2 separate regions of the Gossypium hirsutum genome follow, and region 1 is linked to region 2. A link is a contact called in public Hi-C data. All regions are on one chromosome and are shown on one strand. The core of a region is the stretch at or near the end of the contact, and the rest is flanking DNA. Distances in the headings are between cores, read along the strand shown.

What was found. A called contact is a pair of places that touch in the nucleus more often than the background predicts.
Region 1: a Hi-C map of seedling shows a contact between it and region 2, with 2.4 times the contacts expected there. The contact joins the promoter of LOC107948424 here to the promoter of LOC107948296 in region 2. A contact is called at or near these places in 2 of 34 Hi-C or Micro-C datasets (leaf and seedling).

Annotation. Positions count from the first base shown.
Region 1 is chrA04:51,775,806-51,780,479 of Gossypium_hirsutum_v2.1, forward strand. LOC107948424 (heterogeneous nuclear ribonucleoprotein Q) reads right to left here and starts at 1,698. Exons shown (of 9, transcript XM_016882964.2): 1 at 1,495-1,698; 2 at 110-860; 3 at 1-35. The coding sequence starts at 484.
Region 2 is chrA04:51,545,096-51,550,013 of Gossypium_hirsutum_v2.1, forward strand. It overlaps LOC107948296, which reads left to right and starts at 2,656. Exons shown (of 1, transcript XM_016882795.2): 1 at 2,656-3,925. The coding sequence starts at 2,817. The coding sequence ends at 3,641.

The sequences.
Region 1 (4,674 bases), core at 448-2,947, 230 kb after region 2:
CCCTCACCTAAATCCTTCCCCTTCATTATCCTAACCTGCAGTCATTATATTTACGCATCTAGTCAGTCAAAATAAGCATACAGGCAGCGCATTGATATTAGCAATGTACCTCTATGACTTCTCCTATAGATTCACAAAATCTCTTCAAGTCCTCTTTAGAAGTGTCATGAGGAATGCCACCAATGTAGACCTCTGATCCATGAGGAGGAAGTGCAAGAAGTTCTGCATGTTTCTTTTTCTTTTCTTCCTCTGTCTCAGAATCATTCAACTCCTCATCACCATCAGAGCCTTTTTGAACATCAACAAGCTCAGCATTCTCATTCTCATCCTCATCTTCCACCTCTTCTTCAACCTCTTCCTCAACTTCCACTTCCTCCTCTTCCTCTATTTCTTCATATTCAACCTCTTCCCCTATAGTCTCCTCTTGCTCATTGTCCCCTTCAAGGTCTACCTGCTCTTCATTCTCTTCCCTTGTCCTTGACATTTTATGTATCTAATAAAGCAAGCTTGCAAGACAACTGTGAAGGAAGCACAGAAGCCAGAAGCATTGACAAAAGAAAAGAGTACAAATGTGGAAAGTAGGAAAAAAATGAGAGGCCAATGGAGTTGCAAAATAAGACTTTTGACTGAATTTTTTCCATGAGGATATATGGCTTCAAAGGAGTCGCAGCTAGAGTGGTTCTCAGAAAAGAGAGTTCCAGAATAGTAAAAACAAAGAAAAAAAAGCAATAGACACAGGCAAAGAGAGTTGTGAGTGATAATCAAGAGGATTCTGATGTCAACAAAGTATTCTTGAAACTAGATAAAAGATACAGACAATTGCCCAAGAAAACGGCCAGTTTCATCGATTACTTATATATCTGGGAAATTCATTCACCAAAAGGGGAAAAAGGGAAGAAAAACAAAAAGGCAGAAAATAAGTAATGAGAAATTGAACCTAAAGGCATAAAATATAGAAATAGAAGGAATACAATAAGAGATTCCAGCAAAAGAGAAAAACAGATTTGCAAAGAAATATTTCTTATTATAACGCAGCAATGGCCAAAGCAAATGGAGAAAAAGGTTTAATAATTAATTTAACAATTTGCTAGCAGCCCGTCTTTCAAATTTTCGATCCATATTATGTGTATATTATATATATGAAAAAGATATAAAGGGCTCAGTTTTCCTTACTTCTTTTATTTTTGAACTTACCTCGCTAATTCGCTAACAATTTATGAAACTCCAAACATCAAAGATAGAAAATACAATTTTCTTTTTCTTTTTTTTTTCAAATTTCACTATATTTATATCTTAGCGTTTAGCAATAACTTCAACAATTTAATAAACAGGAAAAAGAAAAGCATACAAGCATTTCGAATTCAATATATCCTGAAACGTCGATTGATTAGGAAATATATATATATTAAACATTCAGCACTAAAAGCAAAGAAGATATTGGTGATTATGTATACAAAAATTTCGGGGGGAAAAGAAGAAGAAAAGAGTGCTTACCGAGCTCGAAATATTGAAGAATGAGAGGAAAACCCTAATAAGGGATTTTGTTACGGAAAACCCTAATTTGTGAGATTAAAAGAGGAGCTTTTAATTTCGCAGGGGCTTCAGAATCGGTGTTGTACCCTACAGATAGCAATAGAATGAATGGTGTTTTGTTTATTATTATGTTTTATATATGGGGATTGAGGAGGGGCTACTAACGGCCAGCTTAAGATAATTGAGAAATTTAAACGATTTTGGAAAAAAAATATTAAATTTAAAAATTAAATTAAAACTAAAAATTTTGGTTTAAAATATAAATTTAATAATTAATATTTTGAAGTTCAAATTTATATATAATTTTTAAGTTCATAATATATTTTCATTTCATATAATTAATGTAAGTATTTATTATTAAAAAAACTAATAATTAAAACAGAATGTTAAATAATAATTTAAAAGAACTTTCCATTACCTAAACCATAATTTAATTAATTATACAATATTAAAAAACTATATCTTTATTTAGAAAATTGCAATGTTATAAATCCCGTACTTTCAATTTTTCTATCTTCATTTTTTATCTCTCTAAATAAATTAATTATATTATTAATGTATTAAATAATATTATTATTTGTAGCGAAGAAAATAAATGTTAATATTTAGTACATAATATATTTTTTTTATTTTACAAGTAATTTTAAAAAATTATTGTATGTCTCTTTTTTAATACTTTATTATACCACTATAAGACATTTGTCAATCTTCTCTTTTTTTTAATATTTTTTAATATTTTATTATACTGTATAAGACTTTGTCAACTTTCTAACTTTACTCGTGGAGTCTAAAAACTTACATCAAATATTTTCTTTTTTCAAAATTAGTTTTAATATGATAATAAAATATTAATATATGAAAATTTTAAGTTTTAATAAAGGTAGTAGAATTGATATTATAGTTTAATTTATTTTGTATATATAATAATGATTTAAAATGATGAAATTAAGCATTAAGTATTAATTTTAACGTCAAAATATAATTTCTATTTTTTTGGTACATTTATAATATAATTACTATATTTATATTAGTTTTGCAATGGTAGGATTGAAGTAAGATGTATGATTTTATAATATTGTAGATTCACTGATAAAACCCAAGAAGAGAGGGGTGGGGATGGTGTAATCTAATGCAAAAACTAAAGATTGAACTGCAACACAAGCAGAGGAGGAATGCTTGATGGATTGGTGAATTCTTTTAAATGGTGCAATTGAGGGGAAATCTAGGATCGGAGGAAATTATTTTCAGAGCTGAGGACTAATGTATTTTCTCTTCTTCCCTAAAATTAATATATATATATTATTAATTTATAAATATTACTTATTCTTCTTAAATGAATAAATACAAAAAAGAATTATTCAAATGATTTTATCTATTATTAATAATTACTTATTGTTAGTACGTTGAATCTAGCTCCAACTTCATTGTATTGTTTAAATCATAAAAAAACTCTATTATATGAAAATGTAGAATAGAATTTTTTTTTTAATGTAAATTTAATAATATAATGAATGAAAAGAAGTATTCTTTAATTTTTTAATATTCGTGTTTTTATATATATTATTATTTTTCATTTATTTTATATATATAATTTATATTTTATGAAAAATCAATATAATATGTTAATGTTAAAAAATGTTTTAATATTTAAATTTTAATAATACGAAAAATACAGTAAGGTAAATATAATTAATAAATATTAAATTAAAAATAATTATATTTTAAAAATAAAATAATATAGATAAGCCTAAATGAGTTTAAGTTAGTTATTGAAGTACTTGAACAAAATTTAAAGTTCAAATTTTGAATCGGACCAAATTTAAATAATTATATATGATATTGATACTTCGCATAAATCCGATCTATTCCACTTAATCTATCAACACTTCTAAAAGAAGCCCTCATATGTTTTAATTTTAATACAGATAAATTTCAAAACTATAAATGAATCATAGTCTAATATGCAATTTATTGCATGAATTTTGATTTTGTGTAAATTTATACATTAATTTCTTATTTGATCTAATTATCACAAATTATTAATACAGTTAGTGATATAACATCATTCTTTATTTATATATTGCATATTCATATAATTACATTTATCCATTACTAAAATAAATTTATTTTTTTAATGTGTATAATTGAAATTTTATTTTTAAATGTATATAATTGAATTAAAATTTAATTTTTATATATACATTTAAAACAAAATAAAAAAATTTATATACTAATTTATATATTAAATTAAATCAAAATTTAAATCTTATATATATATATTTGAGATTTATTCCACATTGGAGTTCTAAGTTTATAAATAGCAAACAGTTGTATTTGTCAGCAATATTTAAGGATTATTATACATGTCCGTCGGTGATCTGTGTATCATTTTGCAGCATTATTTGTTTGTTTTTCATAATATTTTTTATTATTCTTTTCATAAATAACTACAAATCAAATAGATAATATTTATATTATAATTAAAATATTTTTAAATTTATAATTAATTATAATATTATTTATCTGTAATAAATATTTTTGAAATTTTAGTTTTTCCTTTTATATAAATAAATAACAATTTATAGTGCAATTTAAAGTAATAATTTATAGAATATTAAATTAATCTATAGTTTATATTTCAATAATATTTTTCCTTTCTTCCCTACTATTGTTCTTTATTTTTTGTGTCAACTTTTTCCTTTAAATTAAAAGCAAAAAAAAAGTTTTATTGCCTCATAAAAATACTTTGGATATATTTTTATTTTTGCTCTTATATTTATTATCTTTTATTTGTTTATAAATAAATATAAAAGGTATCAGCATGTCGGGATTTCCTAAAATAAACGAAAGTTAAGTAAATTAAAGGAAATGATTATTTTTCCCCTTATTTGAATGACATATTTTAATTAAGCAAAAAATAATAATAATAAAGTTGTATAAAATAAATAGACAGAGAGTAAAGAATAAAAAAAAAATAAGAGAGTAAAAGAGAGACCATATTTTATTAATCAATGGGAATCATCTACAATCCTTTTTCAAAGTCTATATTTATAAGCATAAAAAGTAAAAATGAAATAAAACTCTACTTCTAATTACTATTAGAATTTGTAAGAACCTTACTAAGATAAAAAAAAACTTGTG
Region 2 (4,918 bases), core at 1,406-3,905:
CATGGTGAGATAAGAGATCCTTCTACCAAGGAGTTTAGCAATTACATTCCGAGACATCCTTTGGGCAATATACTAATGTATTCGTTCAAAGAAAGTAATAGAGGGGATACCAGTAATGACCTCATTTGTAGCATCACCTTCCATTAATTCAAAATCCTCCTCTTTCTGAGGTTTCTCACCATTAGCACTATTACCCATCAATTTATTTTTCCACAACTCGTTTGTACCACACTCTAGTTCACCGTCGTTCCTTTTGCGTCTACCATGGGATCATTTAGATTAGGTGGTTACTTTGGTCTACGACATATTTTCCTAGTTGAACGTCCAATATCGCTACTGGAAGACAGCATTACACAAACACTTTTCTCTATTTTTTTCTATTTTAATATTATGTTTGAGTGATGTATGAATCCATGTAATATTTACCACAAATCATTTCAGTTTGTTTAAAAAAGTAATTTTTATTCATGTTCATGCTCCATAATGTTTTGACTTAAATTATTAAAATAAAAATTTCATCCTAATTAAATTTAGAGAAAGTATATTTTTACTTAAATTTTTTATTTTAAATTTTACTCAATTAATGTATTACTATTAATCGTGCATTTAAAAAAATTACTCGATTAAGAGTCCGTTCCAATTATTTGAGAAAAAATCAAAATTTTAAATTATATATTTAAAGCACTTGTCTTATAATAATAATAATAATAATAATAATAATAATAATAATAATAATAATTTGATTTATGGTTCATGCCTGTTTTTACTTTTAATTTTTAAAATGTTTTACTTAAAAAAGAGCCTACCCATAAAATGACTTGCGGATCAGTATTTGCTATGCATATTTATCGCATTATTTGAAGTGTTGTTATTAATCATATATATTCAAGGGTTTGATGTTCTTTTTTTTTCTCTTTGTGATGTGACCTATTTTTATTTTCTTATATTCTTTTTTATTATTTCAATTTATCTAATTGTAACCTAAATTTATTTGCAAAATATTAAAATATAGTTATTTAGTATAAATAAATTAAATATATTTATGATTATTTTTAAAATTCTCAAATGAAATTAAATACAAAACCTAGTCATATCATAATTAATATTATCAGGTCCATCTAACCTAAATAGTGATAGTGATGAAAAGGTGGATGAGGAGATTTGTTAGAATCAAGCTGTTGTCTCTCCTTTTGTCCAACTGGTTCATACCTAATGAACTCCGGCTTTCCTCCTACCCCAACATCATATTACCCAACTAATCATTACCTGCTGTAACTTCAATTTTCATATTACATTTTATGCCTTTTTTATAATATAAATTATATATATATGCTTACATTTTTATAAATTTTGACTTCCCAACAATTTCTTTTATAAAATTTTATTATAATATCATCAAATCTTTGAATTATTCATCTAAATTAATTAATTAATTATATTTACATCTCGCAAACTGATCTTATAGAATACCTTGCGAACTAGAAACTCACAAGAACCAAATCCTACCAACTAGGGCTTAGAGAGCTTCCACCTCGCGAACCCACAACAATGTGAGCACAAATTATGATGACACCTCTGAAAAAAGCAACATATCCAAACATCATATTTACTATTATCCTTATAAAGCAACCCTTACTTAAAAGAAAAAGTGATATCAATAGATCGACTGATCAACTATAGAGAATATGAAATCGGTGAAAGACAAACACATGATGCCTCGAGAAGGGTTTCAGGATCTCCTCTCTATTCACTAGCATCTTGTTTTACTCATGAGTATTCATAACGCTTCTTACAGCTCTCTACATGAATCGTGACTAACCACTGTAAACTTTATTTGATATAAATGAAATCAATAATATATATTTGCACACGCGTTTACGGTATGCAGTAAAACTAAATAAATTATATGAATTTGTTTTAGTGGATTTGGTTGAGCATAAAACGAGAAAGGAAGACAAAAGGATCTAGAAGAAAAAGAACACGCACTATGCTAATAATTTCTATCTAACTTTTTGGACGATTGTGGATATATTTTCTATTACATATATGAAAAATAAAATTTGTCCATGTTTACCTATATCCATCAAGCAACCATTACCTTTACGTCATGCATGAAGTGGTTTACTACTGCTACTAGTATCTGGATTTCGCAAGCAAAGAATTTCTGTGGGTTCTTTTCTATTTCCTAATTACATATTCTATTAATTCAAAACAATTCTGAATCCCATTTTTTAAATTATATGTTTTGATACTTTTTAATTATATTTAGCTGCTTATATTTTGAATTTTAATAACATTTTAATCAAAATTACTTATTTAGAATATGGATATTAACATACAATAAATAATGAAATTTATTATTTTAAATTAATTAATAATAAAATATAAAATAATTAAAATAGAAATTTAAACACATAAATGCATCATATAAAAAAAATATTAAATACATTATTTATGTAAATGTTATTGATGATATAAATGTTATGGCACCATTTAAATTTTTATTGCATTTTTAATAAAAATAAAAATACCTCCAAATAAATATTTTTAAAACGTTATAATTTCAAAGAATTTATCTAAATATCACTTTTATCTGAATCAGAAATAATCTCAAACCATAAAAAGAAAGCAAACGCTAGTCAACAACGTTGAAACTCTCCCTCCCAAAACATCAATTTTTCTCTCAATTTTCCGAAAGAAAAAAGCAATTTACTTTTTTTTTTATATATATAAATATTCTCAATTCGACTTTCCTCTCTGTCAAACTTCTACCCTTTTCTACATTCAAGTGCGCGTGTTTTTTTTTCCTTCGTACAATGCCACAGGGCAATTTAGAAACCCTTGTTTCCGCCTGTGCCGGTGGCTCTTGCGACAACAAAATCATTTGCGAGACTTTAGCAACCAGCGAAAGTGATTCCGACGACCACCTCCACCCGGCGGAGAAACATATTGAAGAAGAAATCCCATCGGATTTCCCGCCAGAATCGTTTTGGTTATCCAAAGACGCCGAGTTCGACTGGTTCGATCGTAACGCTTTTTACGAACGGAAAGATTCGCATAAAGGAAATTCAGGTCCCAACTCTGCAAACCTCAACCCTAATCTTAACTCGATCTCCAATTCTCAACGCTTTTCTCTTAGAAAGCCTAAAGCTTCCATCATCGGCTTACCGAAACCGCAGAAGTCTTGCTTTGTCGAAACGAAGAACAGGAAACCTGGGAACACTAGATTGTTTCCTAAACGGCCTGGCTCAGTTAAATCGGATCGGCCAGTTGTTGAACCATCTTCGCCTAAGGTTTCTTGTATGGGAAGAGTGAGATCGAAGCGTGACCGTAATGGCCGGCTAAAAAGGAACAGCCAAAAATCGACCGGAGTTGAAACAGTTAAAGAGAAAACGACGGGCAAAAGAAGCGGTTTATTTTCAAGTTTTCGTGCTATTTTCAGGTCCAGTGGGAAAGCAAGTGAATCAGACGCGCTTCCAGTAGCCCCGTCGCCGCCAGGGAATAGGGACATTAGGTCTCGTTTGCCACCAGATGATCGTGACGCAATATCGATAGAGCCTGAAATTATGGAGAGTGAACCGGTCAGTCTAGGTGGAATGAAGCGGCTTGCATCCGGTAGGAGATCGGAGCCGTTAATCTGAGGTGCGTGATGACAGTTGTGGGGCACAGCTCAAGCGCTGTTTGGTCTGCGGTCGTAGTTGGGTAACTTGCGGGTCCCGCCTATTTTTCAAAATTCTCTTTCGTGGTGACGTTACACGATGATTGACTGTTTTGACAAAGTAAGAAAAATGAAATGCACATTGATTTTTCCTATTCCTTTTTTTTTTTTAATTTTGATTTGGTTTTACTTGATACAAGGGTCTGTAGATACGGTTGTAAATTTTTTTGTTGTTATTTTAATAAAATTTCACGAGTATCATGTAAATTTCATATTTCAATTAATAATTAATTAAAAATGGTTAATATATAAAAATCAATTTTAAAAGGTAAGTTGATTGTACTTTATAACTAGTAAAAGTTAGATTTGTAAAAGGAGAGCATGATTTTTTTAAGTAAGTCCATAAAAGCAACATTGATTAAAACATGACACTTTTTTTTTTCTTTTAGGTAATGGAGCACACTTTTGTTTAATGAAAAAAAAAGTGTTAAATAACAGCTAAAAAGATTACACAAAAGCTTTGGGTTGATGTTTTGATTGCTATGACTGAATGCCAAATACAGCCATTTATTTTATACAAACACAGTTTTGTTTATCTATTTAAATTCAAATATGTAGTCTTTTTATTTATTTGATAACATTTTTTCTAAATTTAAATGTATTGTATTCAACTTTTTATTCAAAAGTCATAACATTTTTAACTAAATTCTGTTAAATATCAATTAATAGAGATTAACTTTTAAAAATGTAAAGAGTACAGGGACTGCTGAAAAAATTAGACCAATGGTTTAACAAAAGAATAAATAAATGAGTGTGAGTGACACAAGCATGGAAAGGAGGGAGTGGTAAAAAATTCACAATCACGAGCCTTTGAAATTGAAATTCTAACTTTCTTTTTCCTTTGGGAAATGGTTGAAAATTTGAAAGCGGATGGGAATGGGTATTAGGTAAAGAGTTGAGAATTTTAGAATGTTGACTGTTTTACTCTCTACATATATGTATTCATTTGTTTCACCTATCATCACATTTTGAAACATTAGAATGTTGACTGTTTTACTCTCCACATATATGTATTCATTTGTTTCACCTTTCGTTTGTCAAAAATATGCTTCTAATTTTAGTCTATTTTCACGGCTGCAACCCTTTCATACCCTCTTAACAATTAAGCTGTTGGGTTGGACGGGAAAGTAAATGGATGAAAGAAGGGAGTAAAAAAGTGGATAGAAATAGTTTTTAAGTGTATTTGGTAGAAAAAAAATG